Regions from separate parts of the Mus musculus genome. Here regions 1 and 3 are each linked to region 2. The links are chromatin contacts, called in public capture Hi-C and promoter capture Hi-C maps. All regions are on one chromosome and are shown on one strand. Each heading gives the region's core, a stretch centred on a gene start, on an enhancer-like site or on the middle of the called end of the contact. The rest is flanking DNA. Distances are from core to core; before and after follow the strand shown.

Region 1 (2,700 bases), core at 188-2,687, 790 kb after region 2:
TTGGAAACAGAGCAATAACTGCACAATGGTAGTTGAGATTCATGTTTGACTTGCAAATAAACTTTGAAGAAATTATTAGAAAATGAAATAGAGCCAACACTGAGACCTCAAGAAAGGAAAAAATATTGAAGTTATGAAATAAGTTTTGTAAAATATTTGAGAGTTCCTGGGTAAGAAAGTATAGAGTGCATAAAATTAAATATTAGTAAAAACTAAGTCAAAACATTGGGACTCTTAGGAGAGTCATTATGTGCAATGTACAGAAGCAGAAGGCTAGCAGAACTACTGAGTTAAGGGTTAATTTGATTCTTGCTGGCCACTGCTTGGCAGCTGTGCCCACATCATTTATCCTCAGAGTTTGACAGGAAAGTGCAAGTGTCTGACCTTGGAGCTCTGAGCTCTGAAGTATAATAAGTCCAAAGTTAAAGTTTAAATAATGATAAGTTTGCAATTATTATTATTTTGACCATAGGCCTGGGAATCAGGGAAGCTTGAAACCTTGTGGGACAACTGTAATTGTTGATTCTTTGTGGGATGTGGTTATTCTTTTAAATTTGATTTAGCAATGACTATACAATGTCCTTTTTCTTTTTTTAACCTGCTTTTGGAGTATTAATAAAAGACTGGGCCAAGAAAAAGGTGGAAGAGCAAGTGGAGAGCGAGTGAGGTGAGATTGCGGTGTGCATGAGGTGAGTAGAGAGAATGTGAGAGAGAATGTGAAGACTGAGTGAAGAGAGAATGTGTATGGCCAGTGTGTGTGAGTGAAAGGAGAGTGCGTGTGGTGTGTGTGAGGTGAATGTGAAGAGTGTATGTGTGAGTGAAAGGGGATGCACAGGGGTGTGTACAAGTGTGGAAGTTGAAGAAAAGCAAAGCGCACAAGAGAATGCAGTGTGGTGCAGCCTCAAGCTGCGAGAGAGAGAGAGAGAGAGAGAGAGAGAGAGAGAGAGAGAGAGAGAGAGAGAGAGACTTGAAAAAGTGCCTGTCAGTGAAAAGTAGTCTGTGTCTGTTTATTATGTGCCTTCCAGATATCCCTGATTCCAGTAGAGAACTCTGATCCTGTGTAGAGGCTGGACCCCGACAGGAAAAAGAGCAAATAAGACACAACATTATACACTGGAGTCTCTCAAAAACAGAAAGAAAGAGCAAGAGTTTGCAATTTTAAAATAAGCCAGAAACTGGGCAGTGGTGATGAATACCTTTAACCTAGCACTCAGGAGGCAAAGGCAAGCAGACCTCTGTGAGCTGGAGACCAGCCAGGGCTATAGAACAAGTTCGAGAACAGCTGGGGTTATGCAGAGAAACCCTGTCTCTAAGTAAATAAATGAAAATAGAACAAGGAAGGAAGTTGAGAAAGGCGATTGTACTTTGGGTAAGTATACAACTGTCTGGGGTTTGCCCATTCTGAAAGTGAAAGTAGCTGGTGTGGGACAAAGACAGATGGCAAAGAACAGGAACTAGGACTTCAGCAAAGCCACAGAATGGGATAGGTGGAGACCTCAGAGATGAACAGTGAAGTTACTGGAAATATGGAGATGCAGCAGGAGATGAGGTCCTCAGCTAGGTGGACTCAGAGAGGTAGAAATGACTCACTGAAACAGAGGTGACAAGGACTTTGGTTTTAGTGGAAGGAAAACAAAAGACACCGCTCAAACTAAAGCATAAAAATAAAGTAAAAAAACAGGTGGGGCTCACTTGTTCTTTCAGCACTTAGGAGGCAGGCAGAGGTAGGAGAATGGACAGTTGAGCAGCCTGGGTTACATAGTAACAATCTTATTTACAAACAAACAAACAAACAAACAAACCTGGGGACTGGAGAGATGGCTCTGTGGTTAATTATTAAGAGCAGTTGCTATCCTTCCAGAGAACTCAGATTCAATTCCCAACATCCACATATCTCAGTTATCCACAGGTGACCCAGTGTCCTCTCCTACCCTCTGTGGGCACTAGACATGCATATAGAACAAGACTTACACGTAGGCAAAATACCCATGCACAAAATTTTTTAATAGAGCTCAAGAGATGGCCCAGCAGTTACTATCACGTACAGGGCACCTGGGGTTTGGTTCTCAGCACGCATATCAGGTGACATAGAACCTCCTATAACTACAATTCCAGGGAATCTGAACTCCATGAACACCTGAACATGCACACACTCATGCACACATACACAGAAAAATCTATTTTAATTTGCAAAGACTGTATCAGATATGCAGATATGGTGGTGTCTTACATGTATACAGACAGTGAGGGTTGGAGGGAGGGAAGAAGGGAGAGAGAGAGGGAGAGAGAGGGGGGGAGGGAGAGAGAGAGGGGGAGGGAGAGAGAGAGGGGGAGGGAGAGAGAGAGAGACAATATATGGAAATGAGACAGGTGTTATCCTAAGCTCCTCTCCCTATGGTGATTCCTGTGTTAAATAATAAGAATTCCAATCTTCTAGTTTTTTAGTCTAAAATAAAATACAGCATTATTCTCCACACTTCCTTTTCCTCATACCTCAGCAAATTATGTGTGTCTGTTCCTCACAACTCTCCAAGGCCAGCACACATCTCACAACCTCCACCCTCAGCTATCATTTGTAGAGTTACATGGACTCCCCTTGGCTTCTCCTAAGATGCTACCTCTAACCTGCCCTGGATAAGATGGTGAAAGTAATCTGTTAAAAGCCTGTCAAATCAGGGAGATGAGGGGCATTCTGGCAAG
Region 2 (2,700 bases), core at 124-2,623:
TAGGGCTAGGACTATAAACCTCTCCAGTCTTCCTGGAAGGTAACCAGAAGCAGCCGCCGGGAAGAGACAAGCAGCCGCAGCCGCCACTAGGCCCCGCCCAGCAGCAGCAGAGCAAGGCCGCGCCCGGGACCGCTGCAGAGCGGGGTGAGTGAGTGCAGCCAGGAGGGAGGGAACCAGGTGTCCTGGGTCTCCGCCCTGCCCAGGGGGCCAGCATTGGGACCTTTAGGAGAGACCTAAAGGTCCCTCCAGCATCGCGACCTTCAGCTTCTTTTCCCATCTGGCTCAGTCGAGTTCTTTCAGGCCCTTAAATCCGACTTTTTTTTTTTTTTTTTTTCCCAATCCTGCATCTCTTTCCTGCTTTTGCCCCTCTCCTCCCGGTACTATAGGGCCCGAGGAATCCTTCCCATATGATAGAACCTAGAATCCAGAGCTCCGGGCCCTAGCCCTGTCCTCATAAAGATTCTGAGTCTCTCCCTTTGTCCTGAAGGCAGGAATTCAGGCCAAAAATAGCGTGCCCTTCTAGACTCAGGCAACCAACCAACCAACCACATATGTTTTGAAAACTGAACGCTCAGAAATCTGGTACCCTCCCTCCAAATTTCCAGGAATTTAGCTACTATCCATCATCCTTTCGCGTCTCCTGGCTGTGATCTTCTGAGACTTGGCCCAAGGGTCCTCAGGCCATGATTACAGTGTAATTGGAGATATGGCCCACTCTCTATGCAGACCCCTAAACGAAGGAATCTAGTCTTTGTTTTTTGGGGGTGGGCCCTCACTAGTCAAGGTAGCTTAAGCTCAAGGCCTGGCACCCTAAATTCTGCTTCAGGTAGACAAGACTCCGTTAAACAGAGGTCTAGCTGACCCTCAAACTGCTGGGACCTGGATGTGTAAGATTTCCTTTTTCTGGGTATCGTGGGGGAACTGATAGACAGAGGCGTGGGGCGGAGAGCGGGAGAACTGAATGAGAGGTGAGACTAGGCGTGGGGACCCGGCTTAGTGGGGGGGGGGCGACGACTCTATCTGAAACAAATCATAAACAAGTACGTTTCTATGGCAACAGCATTCTCCGGTCTACCCTGAAGATTTCTTTCTAGAGCTATGACAGGGAGGATAGCCCCCAGGAGACCCCACCCCTCCAGCTGCTGTGTCTTCCTGTTTTGTCTCCACGGCTACGGTGACCTCAGCTCTGCACCCCCTCACTGGTAGGGCGGGAGATCCAGGACGCTAGCCTTCTGGGGGCGTGGTGTGGCATTAGCCCCGCCTTCGGGGCCTACCAGGGATAGCCTGAATGAAGGGAAAGTCCCTTTTCACCGCCCTAGCCAGGCCCAAACCCCGCCCACAACCCCTCCCTCGCGCGCTCCTCAGCTGGCCAACTCCACCCAGTCCTAAGACCCTTTTGGTCTGCAGCTGTCGTCCTTGTTTGTGCTACAGTCGCCACTGCCTGGAGAGGTAAAGCTGCAGGGACCCCCAAAGGGAAGGAGTTGTGGTCCAGGATCCTTGGTTCTAGAAAGAGGAGTGGGCACGGATTCAGGTGTCTGGATCCCTAGAAACACTGCAGTTGGACCAGGACTCAAGCTCTGGATGAAAGGCTGAACATCTGAGCTCATACAGGTCATACATGGGAAAGAAGAGGGACTGGGGAGTGGGCACGTGGGTATGAGGAAGGACGGTGGTACTTGGACCCTTGAGGCTGAGAGCGGTAGGATGGGATCTAGACTCCTAGGTCTGACCAAAAAGGTTTGGGATCTGTATTTAAGATGGGTCTCAGGGAGGAGGGCAGGATTCAGACCTTAATCTGGAGGAAGTTGGGGGTCTGAATTTGTTCTGAGGGAGAAGGTACTGGAGTTTGAATTGGGACGGAAGAAGGGAGGGGCTGGGATCTCGACTCTTGGTTTGAAGACTCGGAAAGATTGAGTATAGATCCCTGAATCCGAGAAGATGGAACTCCTGGATGCTTATACCTGGTGCTTATACCTGGAGGGACTCAGGAGGGGAAAGTCCTTGTTCTGACCCTCCCAGAGGCCTGCACCCGCACTAGAGTATGGGGGGGGGGCTGGGGGGAGGGAGGTAGGAATCTTTGAAGGCTTACGGCTGAGCCCACCACTGGTGTGAGGCGTGGCCTGGAGTCTGTTCAGGGCTGTGCCCAGCATGTGCCCTGTCTGTGGAGTGATGGATGACCTCAGGAGTGTGGCATTGGGGATGGTAGCAGGGGTGCTGGGTGTGGCCCTGAGAGTGGAACTAGACCTAGGAGGAAACTCTAGGGGCGTTTCCTCACCCTGCTTATGTCTTTAGCTGAGCATTCCTGAGCAATGACTTCAAACGATGCTGGAGGCCTCTATCACTAGTTCCGTTACCTCTCCTAAGGTCTTCCTTTCTTTCTATTCCTCCTTTCCTAACTTTTCTCCCTGACAGAAGGATTTATGCTGGACACTAACCCGCCATTTTTGTTTTTGTTTAAAAAATTTTAAAGACAGGCTTTATGTATATAGCCTTTGTAGTCCTGGAACTCGCTATGTAGACCTGGCTGGCCCTGAACTTGTAGAGATCCGTCTGCCTCTTCCTCCTAAATGCTGAGATTACAGGCGATCTGTTGCCCACTTATTATAGTGCGGGGTGCCTGGCTTCCCAAAAAAACCAATCCTGGTGGGAGCTGGGGGTTTCTGCCTTTCTGTCTCAACTCCCAAGTGCCCTGGAGGCTTC
Region 3 (2,700 bases), core at 196-2,695, 830 kb after region 2:
TTCTATTTGTTATTGTCATTACCATTGACATCATCATTGCCATTATCATGCCAGCATCATTACTGTCATCACCAATATTCTGGTCATGATCACCATCATCACCATCATCATCACAATGATCACTACCACTTTCATCATTATCACTACCATCATCATCTCCACCATCATCACATCACTATCCATCACTATCACCATCACTACCATCACTAGCATCACTATCATCACCACCATCTTCATCACCACTGTCTCTTCAGCTACCATCATCAACACCAAGAAAATCTTATCATCTGCATGCTCACCATCATCATTCTCACCACCACCATCATCATCAGGAACTGTATCACCATCACCACCACCATGACCATCACCATTATCACCACCACCATCACAACTCTGCCATCCCCATGACTACCATCGGTATCACCAGGACCATCAGTCATCACAAACACAATCATCATTACTTCTCTTGCTAGCCCTTTCTACCATTCTCAACTAAAATTCATGGATGGCATGGGGGGGTCAACTCTTACTCCTTCCCATCCAATACCCTCCCCTAGGCAGACAGAAACACTACTGGGCGTTCTAGGGGCAAAAATTAGGCCTCCTACACACCAAAAGGGACAGTTGAGCAGCACCCTGGGAATGTTAGGTCACACAGTAAAGGTCTGAGTGATGATTTCATGGTGGCCAGGGTCCCTCCAGGGATACCTGCCTCCCATCATCTATCTGTGTGACTTTAGCAGCTTCCCATGAGACCCAACACAAATATTTTGGCTAGAAGATCACTTGCAAACTTTACGTGAGTGGCAAGTAGTGGGGGTCATTCTAGAGAATGAAGCAGTTTGGAGAAGGTCTCAAACATGTGGGAAGCCACCATACACAAATGGGATGGGCCCCTATATAGATAGATAATTAGGATCCTATTCAAAGTTGGTGGAGTTCTTATACAAACAGTTCTCACGGCATGTGTAGGTCTTTCTGGAAGGGTCTGCTCACACAGGAAGATTTCTGTCTAGAAACTGTGTCCATATACAGGTAATGACAAAATGTGTCGTGGAGAAGGAGACTCTTACCTAAGCAGAAGCTGTCTTTACAAACGGAAAAGTGAGGGATTTTTTATTGGCGCGCCTGGCTAACTGCTGCTCAAATACTAATGACCTTTACACCAAGGTGAAGGTTTTACATAAGGATAAAGAGCTTGTGTGCTTGAAAGAGAAATCCCAGTATCCTGGCTCTTATACAGACAGGGACAAGGCGGGCGAATCCATTTTGTTCTCAGCAAGCACAGCCCCTGCATACCACTGACATGAGCAAAGACCCTTCACCTGCACAGGCAGCAGGTGGGAGCCCAGGAGAGGGCGGAGCAACGGGGACCACTGCTCACGCCGCATTGCCTCCGGTGACCGCCAGAGGCAGCACTGAGGCGCTGCCTCGCCTCCCCCCTCCCCAATCTCCACCCCCGGCCCTCCGGGCTCCTGCTCCCGGGAGCCCCGCAAACCCCGCTCCGCCCGCGCCCCGCACAGCACCGAGGCTCCCGGCCCGGTCCGCCCCGCTGCCCCTCCCCGGGGCCATGGGGGCACCCCCGGGCTACCGACCCTCTGCCTGGGTGCATCTCCTCCACCAGCTGCCCCGCGCCGACTTCCAGCTCCGCCCGGTGCCCAGCGGCTTTGCTCCCCGCGACCAAGAGTACCAGCAGGTGGGATGGCAAACCTGGGCCAGGTCCCCTGGGAACAGGAGGCTGGGTCAGAGTTCCGGCGTCTTAGGGGCTGGGGACCCGGCCTGCATTTGTGAGTACAAGTCCAAGATCAGAGGTATAGCGCTCATACCTTGAGGTTCCCCTAGGACGTGCGCTGGGGGTGCAGACCCCTCTCTTCCCAGATAAGGAGAGCTGGGATCCTAGACTTCCAAGAATCCTGAATGGGAGGAGATGGGGGCCCAGCATTTGGGTTTCTGAGACCTGCCTGGAAAGCCAGTCTTTAGGGTCATCTAAGGAAAGGTCCGCTCTTGAGGTCCCAGGCGAGAAGGACCCCGCCCCCACAGAATCCCGACTAGTAAATATGTCCCAGATTAAATTAAAAAAAAATTTTTTTTTGGCGGGGGGGTGGGGGTAGAGAAAGGACTGAGAGAGGGAAGGCAGGGGAGGCAGCCGAGGTCTGGGAAGGATTGATATCCTCAAATAGGGAACAGAGATCAGGACTGGGGAAACCAGCTGAGGTAAGATGAGGATTCAAGGTGCCTTCAGCCTGTCCCAGGAGGGAAGGGGTTGTTAGGGTGCCAGAGAGGGTTGGGATAGAAATGTGGTTAGGTTCCAGGCTAAGGAAGACAACAGGCCTGGGTCCCAGGAGGGTGAGGCTGGTGGTGGACCCTCACAGACTCTGGGGTCCCTAGGGAAAGAGGCCCAGCTGCGGTTCGTGGGGGGGGGGGGGCGGAGGTGCTGTCCCCTGACCCAGTTTAATTCAAGTCCTTGACTTTGAGATTAATGAGGAGAAAAGCTTGGCTGAGCTGGGGGCCTGGTGGGGGGCTGGGAGTTGGCCTTGCCCTCCCCTCAAGTCTGAACCTCTGTGGCAGCCCTCTGGGAAAGGGGCACAGGGTTGGGAGAGCTTCGAGGGAGGGGGATGTTCCCAGAAAAGCAGCGAGGGGGATCGTGTGCTGGTGTGCTTGCTATTTGGGTCATGGCTGGCACAGCCTGAGCGGCTCCTC

The links. Promoter capture Hi-C pulls out the DNA fragments that hold promoters and counts their contacts. Capture Hi-C pulls out chosen DNA fragments and counts their contacts.
Region 1: a contact with region 2 is called in a promoter capture Hi-C map of neutrophils, with 4 times the contacts expected there. The contact joins the enhancer-like site here to the promoter of Myadm in region 2. A contact is called at or near these places in 4 of 39 promoter capture datasets (the C10 cell line, the HPC-7 cell line, neutrophils and 1 more) and 1 of 115 datasets of contacts at active chromatin or transcription factors (large pre-B cells).
Region 3: a contact with region 2 is called in a capture Hi-C map of macrophages, with 5 times the contacts expected there. The contact joins the promoter of Ttyh1 here to the promoter of Myadm in region 2. A contact is called at or near these places in 2 of 39 promoter capture datasets (cranial neural crest and hippocampal neurons), 3 of 484 Hi-C or Micro-C datasets (cerebral cortex, cortical neurons and neural progenitor cells), 2 of 115 datasets of contacts at active chromatin or transcription factors (embryonic hindbrain and neural tube) and 2 of 9 other capture datasets (liver and macrophages).

The regions. Positions count from the first base shown.
Region 1 is chr7:4,081,589-4,084,288 of GRCm38.p6, forward strand. All of the region lies in intron 6 of 9430041J12Rik (RIKEN cDNA 9430041J12 gene), which reads right to left. Among named protein-coding and RNA genes, the nearest start is that of Gm23741, 19 kb to the right of the region's middle. Within about 2 kb of position 1,438, at least 156 of the 459 cell types and tissues checked have an H3K27ac peak or open chromatin away from gene starts, as enhancers often do. A contact at or near this core is called in the HPC-7 cell line, neutrophils and pre-B cells, where this site is marked.
Region 2 is chr7:3,289,182-3,291,881 of GRCm38.p6, forward strand. Myadm (myeloid-associated differentiation marker) reads left to right here and starts at 1,374. Exons shown (of 3, transcript NM_016969.2): 1 at 1,374-1,449.
Region 3 is chr7:4,118,085-4,120,784 of GRCm38.p6, forward strand. It overlaps Ttyh1 (tweety family member 1), which reads left to right and starts at 1,446. Exons shown (of 14, transcript NM_021324.6): 1 at 1,446-1,696. The coding sequence starts at 1,571. It overlaps 9430041J12Rik (RIKEN cDNA 9430041J12 gene), which reads right to left and starts at 2,644. Exons shown (of 9, transcript NR_033568.1): 1 at 1,827-2,644; 2 at 1,596-1,724.